Linked DNA regions of Mus musculus: all the other regions are linked to region 3. The links are chromatin contacts, called in public HiChIP or PLAC-seq and promoter capture Hi-C maps. All regions are on one chromosome and are shown on one strand. The core of a region is the stretch at or near the end of the contact, and the rest is flanking DNA. Distances in the headings are between cores, read along the strand shown.

What was found. Promoter capture Hi-C pulls out the DNA fragments that hold promoters and counts their contacts. HiChIP or PLAC-seq counts read pairs in DNA pulled down with a chosen protein or histone mark. Capture Hi-C pulls out chosen DNA fragments and counts their contacts.
Region 1: a contact with region 3 is called in an H3K27ac HiChIP or PLAC-seq map of hepatocytes, with 15 times the contacts expected there. The contact joins the enhancer-like site here to the promoter of Lap3 in region 3. A contact is called at or near these places in 5 of 39 promoter capture datasets (cranial neural crest, embryonic stem cells, liver and 2 more), 1 of 484 Hi-C or Micro-C datasets (CD8 T cells), 4 of 115 datasets of contacts at active chromatin or transcription factors (the NIH/3T3 cell line, embryonic limb bud, embryonic stem cells and 1 more) and 1 of 9 other capture datasets (adipose tissue).
Region 2: a promoter capture Hi-C map of adipose tissue shows a contact between it and region 3, with 4 times the contacts expected there. The contact joins the promoter of Tapt1 here to the promoter of Lap3 in region 3. A contact is called at or near these places in 15 of 39 promoter capture datasets (the 3T3-L1 cell line, the C10 cell line, the HPC-7 cell line and 8 more), 1 of 15 datasets of contacts at CTCF or cohesin (large pre-B cells), 2 of 484 Hi-C or Micro-C datasets (CD8 T cells and embryonic stem cells), 9 of 115 datasets of contacts at active chromatin or transcription factors (the NIH/3T3 cell line, acute myeloid leukemia, embryonic forebrain and 6 more) and 3 of 9 other capture datasets (adipose tissue, embryonic stem cells and liver).
Region 4: a contact with region 3 is called in a promoter capture Hi-C map of hippocampal neurons, with 5 times the contacts expected there. The contact joins the promoter of Prom1 here to the promoter of Lap3 in region 3. A contact is called at or near these places in 5 of 39 promoter capture datasets (the 3T3-L1 cell line, cranial neural crest, embryonic stem cells and 2 more), 1 of 484 Hi-C or Micro-C datasets (embryonic stem cells), 1 of 115 datasets of contacts at active chromatin or transcription factors (stem cell-derived neural progenitor cells) and 1 of 9 other capture datasets (adipose tissue).

What each region holds. Positions count from the first base shown.
Region 1 is chr5:44,241,600-44,244,299 of GRCm38.p6, forward strand. It overlaps Gm35959 (a long non-coding RNA gene), which reads left to right. Exons shown (of 2, transcript XR_376934.4): 2 at 1-563. Among named protein-coding and RNA genes, the nearest start is that of Gm35959, 12 kb to the left of the region's middle. Within about 2 kb of position 1,437, at least 11 of the 459 cell types and tissues checked have an H3K27ac peak or open chromatin away from gene starts, as enhancers often do. A contact at or near this core is called in adipose tissue, hepatocytes and liver, where this site is marked.
Region 2 is chr5:44,225,174-44,227,972 of GRCm38.p6, forward strand. Tapt1 (transmembrane anterior posterior transformation 1) reads right to left here and starts at 1,433. Exons shown (of 14, transcript NM_173764.3): 1 at 1,241-1,433. The coding sequence starts at 1,430.
Region 3 is chr5:45,492,091-45,494,817 of GRCm38.p6, forward strand. It overlaps Lap3 (leucine aminopeptidase 3), which reads left to right and starts at 1,284. Exons shown (of 13, transcript NM_024434.6): 1 at 1,284-1,471. The coding sequence starts at 1,370.
Region 4 is chr5:44,100,363-44,103,197 of GRCm38.p6, forward strand. Prom1 (prominin 1) reads right to left here and starts at 1,374. Exons shown (of 28, transcript NM_001163577.1): 1 at 1,286-1,374.

The DNA.
Region 1 (2,700 bases), core at 187-2,686, 1.3 Mb before region 3:
GTCTAGAAAAAGCCACGCCTTTGTTGAAGATTCTGATTGGCTAATTGGCTGGTTAGAAACAGCCTGTGGTGGGGAATTGGAACTTTGCCAATAACTATGTCAGGAGCTAATTCCCTCTTTCTTCTGTGTGGGTCCCAGAAATTGAACACAGATCCTCAGCCTGGACAGCATCTTTACCTGCTAGCCCAGCTCTCTAGCCTTACTTCCCTTGACCACCATTTATCACCTACCTTTGTATCTGACCTAACATCCTTTCGACATCAAGTAAAAGTTTTGTAATGTGTTAGCTTAGACCATGAACTTCTACCAACCCCATAGCTAAGATTGTCCTCAGATAGCATTTGATGCTTACAGCAGAGATTTCCTTGCTTTGCTGTAATCTGCCTGCCTGATTTATTCAGTAAATTTATTGATTAATAACTTTCTTTTGTTCTACAGTTCTAAAAGGCTCACCTAACTGTTTCTATGATATGACTCATCATTAAGGACAGCCTGGATCTTAGCTCCTGGGCCATGATCACTCATATTTGGTTCAAAATAAACTGTCCCTTCCCCTTTTGGAGCAAGAGCTGTGTTTTGTGTTGACACCCTGATGAATGTTTTCAAACTTTTCTCCCATCTCAAATTCTACAACAAACTCGACCTGAATTCAGGAGTTAGGAGATCTTCTTGCTTTGTAATTGTAGGGAAACTGAGGTCAATGGATCCAAGAATTGTCTTAATGAAGAGCCTCAAAACTTAGTTTTATACATATAATGTAAGGGACTTCATTTTCAAAGCATCCTCATCTCATCCATGGGTTGGACAGATCAGCACAGGTGCCAAGGACTATGACTGGTCCCTTGCCATGCTCAGGTGCCATTTCAGAAGACCCCCTCTGATAACAAATAGCTGATTAGGGACCATTTGTCTATTAACACCAGGCAGTGCCCGCCCTCTGGCTGCAGGTAGCTCTGTGGCTTTTCCCACTTTTTTCTTGGTTGTTGGAACACTGGTCTTCCCTACCAACATTTCTGAATTAGAAGAAACAGTTAAATATGCCTTTTAAGAAGAAAAGTTGAGTGCACCGTGCTTCTCCACAAATCATGTGGCCTTCCACCTTACAGTTGCATGTTTGCAGGTGAGCCTTAGAGACTGGGTGCTCATGGAAGGTGGCAGGTTAGGTGTACATTCACAAGTCAGGGATTGCTAACTATCTTAAAATTTGATTCAAGGTTCCCATCTACCAGGAGATACTGCTTCCATGAACTTGTCTACATCCAGTCCCTGCTTATTACCCTCCCCATAGTCCTGGCATCTTCCCTGAGGTTGCAAAAGCTTTCCAACAGTGACATTTATCCAATGACCAAATTAAGGCCCAGAATCAAAAGCTTAAGCTCAGTCACTATCCACGAGAATTGCAGTGTCCTCTGTCCCAGTGTACTTGTCTATGATGATAATGTCCACATGACCCTTTGTTCCAGTGACTTGTGAGATCTTCCAAAGGCAGTGAATAAGAGTCACACTGTAGTGTTTCGTTTCTCTTCCAGCCAGCTGAGGATATAGCCAAGTGGAGAATTGCTTAAGCAAATTGAAATGAAGACCTGGCCTGAAAATTTTCCCTAGCTAACAGTCCCGTTCCACCTCGGAAATAAGCTTACTGAAATTGAAAACATGATCAAAACTTTGCCTTATTATTTGCAAATGCTTATGATATAGAAAAAAATGTTAAGCTCTACCAGCCGAAAGCATCAGCCTGACATAACTTCAACACTCCAGGGAGTCTGCACTGGGATGGACAAAAAATAAAGTGGCTGTGGGACTATTGCAGCCAGATCCGTTCTTTCTTTCCATGCTCACTTTGTGGAAGCTTGTCCCTGGGCTTCTCTGATGAAGCCCCAAGCCCCTTCTGAATTTGTCCTTCAGGATCTGTGAATTGTTGCTTGCTCAAATACATTCTTGAACATTTTAAAATTGTGCCTCCATTTACATTTGGAGCAGCTAGCTGTGAAGGCTGGAGGGGGTGGGAAGGTTTGGGGGGAAGATAAACAACACTTCAACATTTTTGAAAGAAGACCTGGATGCTGTGGGGGAGCGAGTGGCTGTTCTCAGGGTTCTCTGTTCCCTACACCTTTTGTGCTCTGTGGGAGAATTTAGAGAGCTGCCCTAATCCAGCCCACAGCTATTGAGTTCTCAGAAGACCCGGAAGACCCGCCTGATCTACTGATCTCTGTGGGCATTTATATGGGGATGTGGGATGACTACCTTGCTTAATTAAGCAAGTAGGGTCTTTATGGGTTGTTCCAGAACGCCTCTTTACTTCATGCTCTTAGGATTGTGTGTGTGTGTGTGTCCGTGTGTCCTTACAGGCTAAAGGGTATCAGATCCCCTGGAGCTAGAGTTACAGGTGGTTCTGAGCTGTCTGATGTGGGTTCTAGGAACTAAATTCTGGTCTTCTCCCAGAGCAGCGGGTGCTGTTAATTGCTGAGCATCTATCCAGCCCCTCCATCATATTCTTTTAATTTTTCACTAATTCCTTTGGCAAGGCACAAAGCCTCTTGCTTATTAATATGAGAGCCGTCCGTTACAAGAGCACTCAGTGGCATTACTGCCTGAAAATCTGTATCAAACCTTTTCTTTAGAGCTGATATTGATCCATCAAAGGGCTGTCACTTAGCTACCCATGATGGAAAGGAAGGAGGGCAAAACTGAGAGTCCAGG
Region 2 (2,799 bases), core at 183-2,682, 1.3 Mb before region 3:
CCGTAGTGAAACCTGGTCGCATCTATTTGCTTGCCCTAGTCAAGTCTAAGTGAACAAGCGGCTGAGAGATTGAAGACTTTGGTTTACTTAGGTATTGCCAATTTAGAAAGCAAACATTCCTGCAAGCAAGTGTTTAACTGACAACTAAACCAAATAGAAAATAAAGGGGGAAAAAAAAAACCAAACAAACAAGGCACACAGCTGGTGCCTGAGTTTTCAAAGATATGGAGACTGATGCAAAACTCTATGTCCAATTCTGAGAATTAGCAAGTCTATCAGGATCTATCCACCAGTCTTACAGACTTTTAGGACTCCTATAATTTCAATACCCATAGTGAATGGAGTCAACCTTATAACTTGAACGAGTATTTATATAAGCTGCAGGACCTTATTCCACTGCATTAGCTCAGAATAAGTTGGAAGAAATGTCATCAAGTTGCTGTCCAAGATCTTGGATCTACGATGCAAGAATTAAAATGCAATCACTATTATACCCAATGAAACGGCCAAGCCAAAACTTTCCCTTTTGCTTCCGGGCTTAATAGAACGCTTCAGTGTAAATACCAAAGCTGTTAAAAGTTCTTAATAAGATCCTTGAACACAGGGGATTGTAATATTTTAACAGTATGCTTCAGAGCTTATGGACAGTAGGGCTTAAAAGTGGTACGTATTTTCTTGTGTGACAAACTGTTTCTTCTGGCTTAAGTTTTAGTTTAGGAAAACTCCACATGTAACATTTTAAGGGGTGCCGCACATTTCTGTTTGAGAGAAAACTGCTGAACTTCACGGTCACGACCACACTGTCAGCTGAGTCTACGAAAAATGGATTCGGCGGGCAAGTTAACAGGTTTCCGAGACTCAACTTCGCATAAAACCATAGGGGGAAGAGTCACCTCGGCATTGACATCGCCTAGAAAGCCCTGCGTTTCCCATTTTTGACCTCCTTCGGATGTGGGAGATGCCTGTCACTGTTGAGGCCGGTCGCGAACTCTCGGGGACCGGGGACCGACGATCTCCCGGGCGCACCTGGCTCGGGGATGGCTGCGGGAACGTCGGGCCGCGCGCACTAGCCGCCGGGGTAGCTGTCACCGGCCGTGGGGACATGGGAGCCACCGGAGCCGCGGCCGCTCCGCGCGCAGAGGGAAGGCGCTGGCGTCCCCGCCACCACAGCCCGGTCGGCCCCTCGGTAGCCCGCCGCGGCCTAGTGCCGCCCGCCCGCCCGCTCGCTCGCTCGCCTCACCTGCGCGGCCGCGGCGCTTCTCCCGCCGCCGGTCGCTCTCGTAGAAGCCCAGCGTCTCGGTGTGTTGGGGCGCGGGCCCATGGCCGCCACCACCCGGCTGCTCCGCCTCGCCGCGGCCGGTCCGCTCGGGGCCGTCCGCGCCGCCACCGCCGCCTTCTCCCGGGGCGGCCGCGTCGCAGACGCCCGCCATGTTCCGAGAGCCACACACTGTCCCCGCCACCTCCCTCCAGCCGCCCGCCCGGCCTCCGCCTCCCGCCGGCCCCCTCGCCGCCTCGCCCCGCCCCTCGCCCGGGCAGCCGCCATCCGTAGCCCGCCGGCCGGCGCGCGCCATTGGCGTCAGCGGCGCGTGGGAGGCCGCGGTGGCCGCCGCCACGGCCGCCGCCATCTTCTTCCTGCCGTCGCCGTGGCGCGCGGCGGGCTCTGCGGACCGGGGCGCCGCGCCGGGCTCCATGCCGCCGGGTCGCGCGGTGGGGGACGGTGGGCGGCAGCGGGGCTCGGCGTGGTTGTCCGCGCGGCCGGAGCCCCTTGTGCCCGTGCGGTGGCCGGAGTGCGCCGGCGCGACCCGCCTGGCCTTGGCTGCACGGCGACTGGGGCCGGGCTCCAGCTCTGTGGCTCCCGCCGGCGCCGACCCGGTGGCTCTGCTGTCTTGGCTGCATCTCTCCTGCATATTTATGATCGTCTGTCACATTCCCTGTCCGTGGACAGTGTCCAAAGCCTAGCTCGGGGGAGCGTGCCAACAGGTGGGGGACTCGGCCCGACGGGCAAAGTGCTCGATGCGCCTAAAGCGCCGGGGACATTCTGGGTTGCCTTTCGGGAATAGGGTTATGTGACTGCGGGTGGCAGCCAAGGCGGCCTGGTTCTGTCAGATTGTCACCGCTTGCCGTGAGACTTGTGACCCTTACCCCCTCACTGGTAGTCACGGATAGCCGCGCTGAGACCAACGGATGCTCGCTGGGTGCAAATGAATCCGCCTCAGCCTTGGAAGACCTTCACCTGGGATTCCTACATTCTTGCTGTGCGCTCCTGTAACGCACGCGGTGGCCCCTGGATTGCCTTCATGCCCACTTCGGAATTAACCTGCATTGTGGCAACTTTTTAAATGAGTAGAAGCATAGCAAATACCTCTTCACTCTCTAAACTGCCCTACACTTAAGCCGAGAAGCGATGGAGCAGGCCTAGAACATCCAGGAGAGCCTTAGAGATGGAAAGCTAGATACCCGATTGCAAACTCCGCAACTTTTCTGTACTGTACTGCAGCAAGGCCATTTGACAGTAGGGCGGGATGAAGGGATAGGAGGGTTAAAGAGGAACTTGCAAAGTCCAAGAAATCCCAATCCCAATTCAATGTAAACTTTACATTGTGGAAAACCAAACACTGCAGAGAATATTATTTAAAGTCAGTTTGGTTTTATTTGGTAAAACTGGATCTTAAAAACAGTGCCCTTGACAAAGCTCCAGCATCATGAAAATCAAAAGACACAGAGTTTTATATACTGTAAGGTTTCCTCCAACCTAAGTTTATTATCTGTGTTCCAAATCTTAAATAGTCAAAGAAGGGA
Region 3 (2,727 bases), core at 34-2,533:
CCACGTCCTACACACACACACATACACACACACACACACACACACACACACACACACACGAGCAGGATACAGGTGATTAGCAATTTGAGACAGGTTGCTTTGGGAGTAGGAGACATAAAACCCACAGTGGGATGGTCTGGAGGCATTTCTTGTGGAAGAAATGTCCTTAAACAAAATAAAAAAGGCAGAAGGAACTTGATCTTATTACGTTAGTAACCTTTTTATCACCAGGACAAAACTTTCTGAAGCTGTCAAATTAAAAAGAGGAAAGACTTTAGTTCCTAGCTCCAGAGGTTCCCGTGGTCATTCAGTGCACGGGTTTAGGGCCAGCATAGCAATTATGCTGAACACATACGATGGGATGCCTCTTCATCTGTGGTGAATCAGAGACAGGCAGCCGGGTCCTGGGATCACAGCATTTTCCTTGAAACCTCCCAACTTCTTTCTACTAGGTCCCATGTTCTACGTGTTCCACCTCCTCCCTGCAGCACCACGAGCTGCTGACCAAGAGCTGCTGACCAAAGCTTTAAAATATGAGCCTTGTCAGTAGTGAGGGTGGGCTACTAATGGGGACAATCATGGCCCATATCCGGATGTCTACATAAGACACTCTTCAAAACAGTTTTTGTAATCACTGTACTTCTTGCCCTTATTGGATAATGAAGGATGGCAGATATGCTACATTAAAGTATGCCACTTGAGCATCAATATTTTGCACCTAAAAGGCACTTGAATAGAACTAAATGCAAGAAGAGCCATCTTTGGGTCTCCCAAACCCCAAAGCAGAACGTCAAACCACCATGTAAACTACTGCTACCCCAAATACTTTTACCCGAGGTGAGGCGTTAAGGAAGCTAGAAATCTGCCCAAATGAACCTTATTTAGCTAATTATTACATTCTTTTTGTTTTCCTTTATGCTTAGTTACTTTTTCATAACTATTTACTATTCAATATAAGCACTTGGACCTGATCACTTTCAGGATCCTCATTTTCCTGTAAGGGCTTCCATGTATACACAAACTTGTTAAATAAAATTGACATACTTCTGTTAAACTGCCTTAAACCAAATTCTCAGGCTTCCCACGCGAGCACGAGCAAGCCGACACGCCCCTGAGCCCGCAGAAACCACGCCCACGACGCCGGCCCGCAAGAACAGAAGCCCCGCCCCCAAGGGCCTGCCGCCCTTCCCTAAGGCTCAGTAGCGGGTCTCCGCCCAGTTGCCGACGGCCCCGCCCCCAAGGCCCCGCACAGGTCCGGCTTTCCAAGCGCGCGTCCGGCGACCCCGGAGGTCCCGCCTCCAGGCGCGCGCCCTGCCACGCGCCACGTGCTCCTTCTCTGGAGGGCGGCGCCGAGGGCCGAGCCGAGAAGATGTACTTGCTGCCCCTTCCGGCTGCCGCGCGAGTCGCGCTCCGCCGCCTGGGAGTGAGAGGTCTCTGGGATCGGGGTCTGTCCACCGCAGACATGACGAAGGTGAGTGGAGGCGGCTCGCTCTCGGGCGGCCGCGCGAGCCCTGGCGGCGGGCAGCAGGGTGACCCGGCGTATCCAGGCCGCGATGTGTCGGACGGACGCATCAAGTTGCAGAAATGAGCTGAACAGAAAAGTTCCCTGGGTTTGCAGGACACCAGCCTGGGCCCGGCTTGCGACGAGGGCGGCCGATGCTGTTTGCCGAGGGCGCGTCCTTTCTTCCTAACTGGACAGTGCTGGGTTCTGAAGGCTGAGCAGAACCGCTCACTCCACCTAACCAGTGTTTACTGACTCCTCTAACTGAGCTCTGAAAAATTACACGCGCCTAGTTCGCCAATTCTTTTAGTTCTCACAGAGACCCTAGAAAGGACGACGGTAGGATTGTCCCAAAGCCTGCTACGCTTCCAGAGTAGCCAGTCACAGGGCCTGGACCCCTCCCCCCGCTGAAGTGAAGTGGAAGGCCCTGGGGGAGGAAACTGCTGGATTGGGTTTCTGTCCTTTTAGGGGAAAGGGTTTTATTGAGAGAGGTCATCTTGAAATTGGAAGAGGGTCTTCTCCATAGTCTGAGAAATTATGAAGGACCCTCAGATGGGAAAAGTCTGGAAGGGCTCATTGGAGTACTTCCAGGTCATACTTCCAGGACCTGGTGAGGGAGGAATGTTCCAGATGGAGCTTTGAACTCAGGTCGCCTGCAGTTATCACAGATAGCAGAGGAGTTAGGCAGACACCTTTCCAGCCCTGGCCGGTAACATTGGATTGTCCCAGGTTGGTCTCATGGAACCCCAGAATGAACAATCTTGGGAAAGTTAGAACCTAGCACTTACCATTGCTAAGGACGCCTGTTTTCTTCAGTGGAAAGATGGGTCCGGAGTACCTGGGGTGTTTTTTGGAAAGGGCCCTGACCAGAAAGAAGGCATGTGCACTGTCAAAGTTTAACTACGCAGGAGCTCCAGTGTCAGGGACTAGGTTTCCTTATCTGGCAAATGAGAGAAAAGTACTCCTTGAAGTGGCCGTAAGGGAGGCAGTATTTTAAAAGTCGTAAATTGCCTTGTGAAGTCAAATGATGAGCAGTGGTTTTACATCCTTATTTCAGGTGTTTGGGGCGGGGAGCGTGTGACAGAAATGTGGAGCCACACCATTAAGTGCTTGGCAGAAGGCCCTGCTTCTTCTGCCCTCTCTGCAAAGTCACACACTTTCCCTGATTGACAGGGTACTAAACAATGTGGACATCCCTGATCTGAAATTTGAAGCACTCCAAAAAC
Region 4 (2,835 bases), core at 124-2,623, 1.4 Mb before region 3:
CAAGTTGTTTGGGTCTCTAGTGAGTTAGGGTGGAGGGGTCCACAAAGGACTTTAACCGTTCGCTTGCTTAACAAAGGCCAGCAACCGCCCACAAGAAGCCGAGCAAACCATTCTCCGCCTGGGCATGAGAAAAGTCCACAACTGAACAAGAGAGCAACAGAGCGAGCTCCCGGAGGAAGCAGTAGCTGCAGGAAGCGCCGGTACCTTTGCTCCGCTGCCTTTCCCTACAAGCTGCCGCCAGACCCGGCGCCCTCCTGCCCACCTTCCCCCCTTCTCAGGGGCCTTTCCCGGGCTGCGGAACACAAAAGAACCGACTGCGAGGCGGCGCGCGAAGCTGGGAGCCTCCAGGAATCCGCCGTCGCCTGGGGGAGGGGATCGCCCCTGAGTCCTGTAGTCCGGAGCGCCACCAAGGCATTTCCCCACCCAGTCCTGTTTGAACGCCGGGTTGAGGATTGGAACCTCTCCGACCCATTCTCGGGAACTTAGCTCGAGCCCCGATCCTCCAGCAGCCACGAAGCTCTGCTCAGTCCACATTCCTCTTTGTTGTCCCTGGTCCCCGCATTCTGTCAAGGTATGCCCTGAGCGCTCCTGCTCTCCATCTCTAGGAAAGCTGAAATTCTCGGTGCTGTGTGACCCTAAGGGCTGACTGGAGCCAGGACTTCCAGCCCGGGTGCGTGCGCTTGGCAACGGCCGCAGGGAGGCGGTTTGCCCTTGCACCGGCATCGCCCTCCCGCTGCGGCCAGTAGCACTGTGAGCTGCACATAGGTAGCAGATGGTGGCTGGTGGCCGGGAGTCCCACGTCCTGTCCCCCTCCCCCAGCCTACCCCCCACCTTGGCCTTTCCTGGAGTTTTCCTTACCGCAAAAGAGTTCTCAAGACCCAGACCGAACCTCCTCTCGCCGCCCTTCCCGAAAGCGGGCCGGTGGCCTGAAAGTCTCACCGCCTCCTGCTCTTGTCTCCGGAACCCAGCGACCTCCACCCCTCCACAGGATGGAAGGAGTACCGGAGCGGAGCAATGTGCCGCGGAGAGGAGCCGGCCACCGCCGCGGGAAAAAGTTTGCACGCTCTATAACCAGTCCTCCAGACCCTGGGCTCGCCCACTGGCCGAGACCCACACCACCCTGCAGCCCCTCCAGCTTCGGGAAGACAAACTAGGTTCCCGCCACCTGCTGTGGAGGCAGAGGAAGACGTTGCTCGAGCTTCTCCACTCCTCATCCCTGCCCTGGGTGTTCTAGAAGAGGGGGAGCTCAGCGCCCCGCGCTGGGTCGGCACTCGGAGCAACTCACCTCTCCGGTCCAGCTCTCCTCCGGGTCTCGGAACCCTCCAGCCCCTCGCCTCTAAGCTGGGCTCCTTCCACTTAATTCATGAATTATTTAAGGTCCAGCCCCAGGGCACCACAAGAGTGATTGGGTGAGAGCCCGTCCCACTGCTCCGCCCCGGGTTGGCTAAGGGTGCCTGAGTCAGGACCACGGGACTCCAGGACTCTGGGAACCTGTTGCGTCCTCTAGGGTCTCTGGCAGAGGTTTGGGGATGGAACTAAAGGAACACCGACTCCTTCAGAAACGTACTTACTCAGGGCTGAGCTTAAGGCCAGGTGCCGGGGTCTCCACAAGGCTCGGTAATTTAAAGAGCAGGAGCCTAGGGCTCTGAGTCTGAGCGCACTGATTGGACCTTCTGAGAGGCTACAATGCCCTGGGGACACCCACGGGACAGAGCATTTATTTCCTGCTGAAATCCCTGCTCAGTCCCAGAACACCCTTCTCTATCACCTAATCCTAAATCGCTGCTTGGAAGGCCGCTAGCTCCTAAAATCTCTAACCTCCACACTTTCCTGGCTCTTTAGACACGATACCGGTACTCAGTGCATTTTATTTAAAACAACTAAAAAACAAACAAACAAACAAAAATCATCTAAGGGGGAGAAAAATTGGCTGTAGTGTATCCCTGTGCTATCAGGGACAAACACAACGCTGGTCCTTTTGATCAATTACATTCCTGGATTCAACCAAAAGTGGGTAGAGAATAGACCAAGGAAGAATAGCGCCTCTGGGACATTTTTACCATCAAAGGATGCGTATTAATTGTGTGCGGGTTGTTAGGTAGATGGACGGAGAGATGAAAGAATGGCTGCACAGATGTTGGAAGAATAGGTATGTGGACACATGGCCTTTTAAAAATAGTTTACGTGTATGAATGTTTTGCCTGCATGAATGTATGTGTAGCACTTTACCGTGGAGTTGGTCAAAAGAAGGTGTTGGCTTCCCTGTCACTGGAGTTACAAAGGGTTGTGAGCTGCCATACGGGCTGGGTGCAGGGAATTAAACTCTGCAAAGAGGGAGTGCCTCTGCCAAAACAACCGATGCTTTATACCACTCACCAATCTCCCCAGCCCTGACAAATGAACTTTAATTTAGTAATTTTCTCACCACAAAATATAGCATACACTGAGGATGGGCAGGGGAAGGTGAAATTGAAATTGACCTCTACACGGCGAAGGTGTAGAAAGAGTTCATTCAGAAAGACCACTGAGAAACCACGGAAAACTGAAGCAAGCAGTGTTGGAGTACTAGAGAAGTCTAAGATGGCCAGTTCTCCCCTTTACAGTCTCCTGGGCTCCACAGCTTTCCTGCTCAGAGGCAGACAGGCTACTGAGGATGGTGTTAGCTTGAGACTTGAGTTCTCTCTCCTGGGAGCTCCTAGCTGTCCCCGAGCTGCCTATTTTACCAGCATGGGCACTCATGGCCTTATCACTCTGAATCCAGCTTCTGTGTCTGCAAACCAGCACAGGGCTGGCTACCCGTACTCCTTCTCGTTCCTTGTACATCCACAAAGTTCG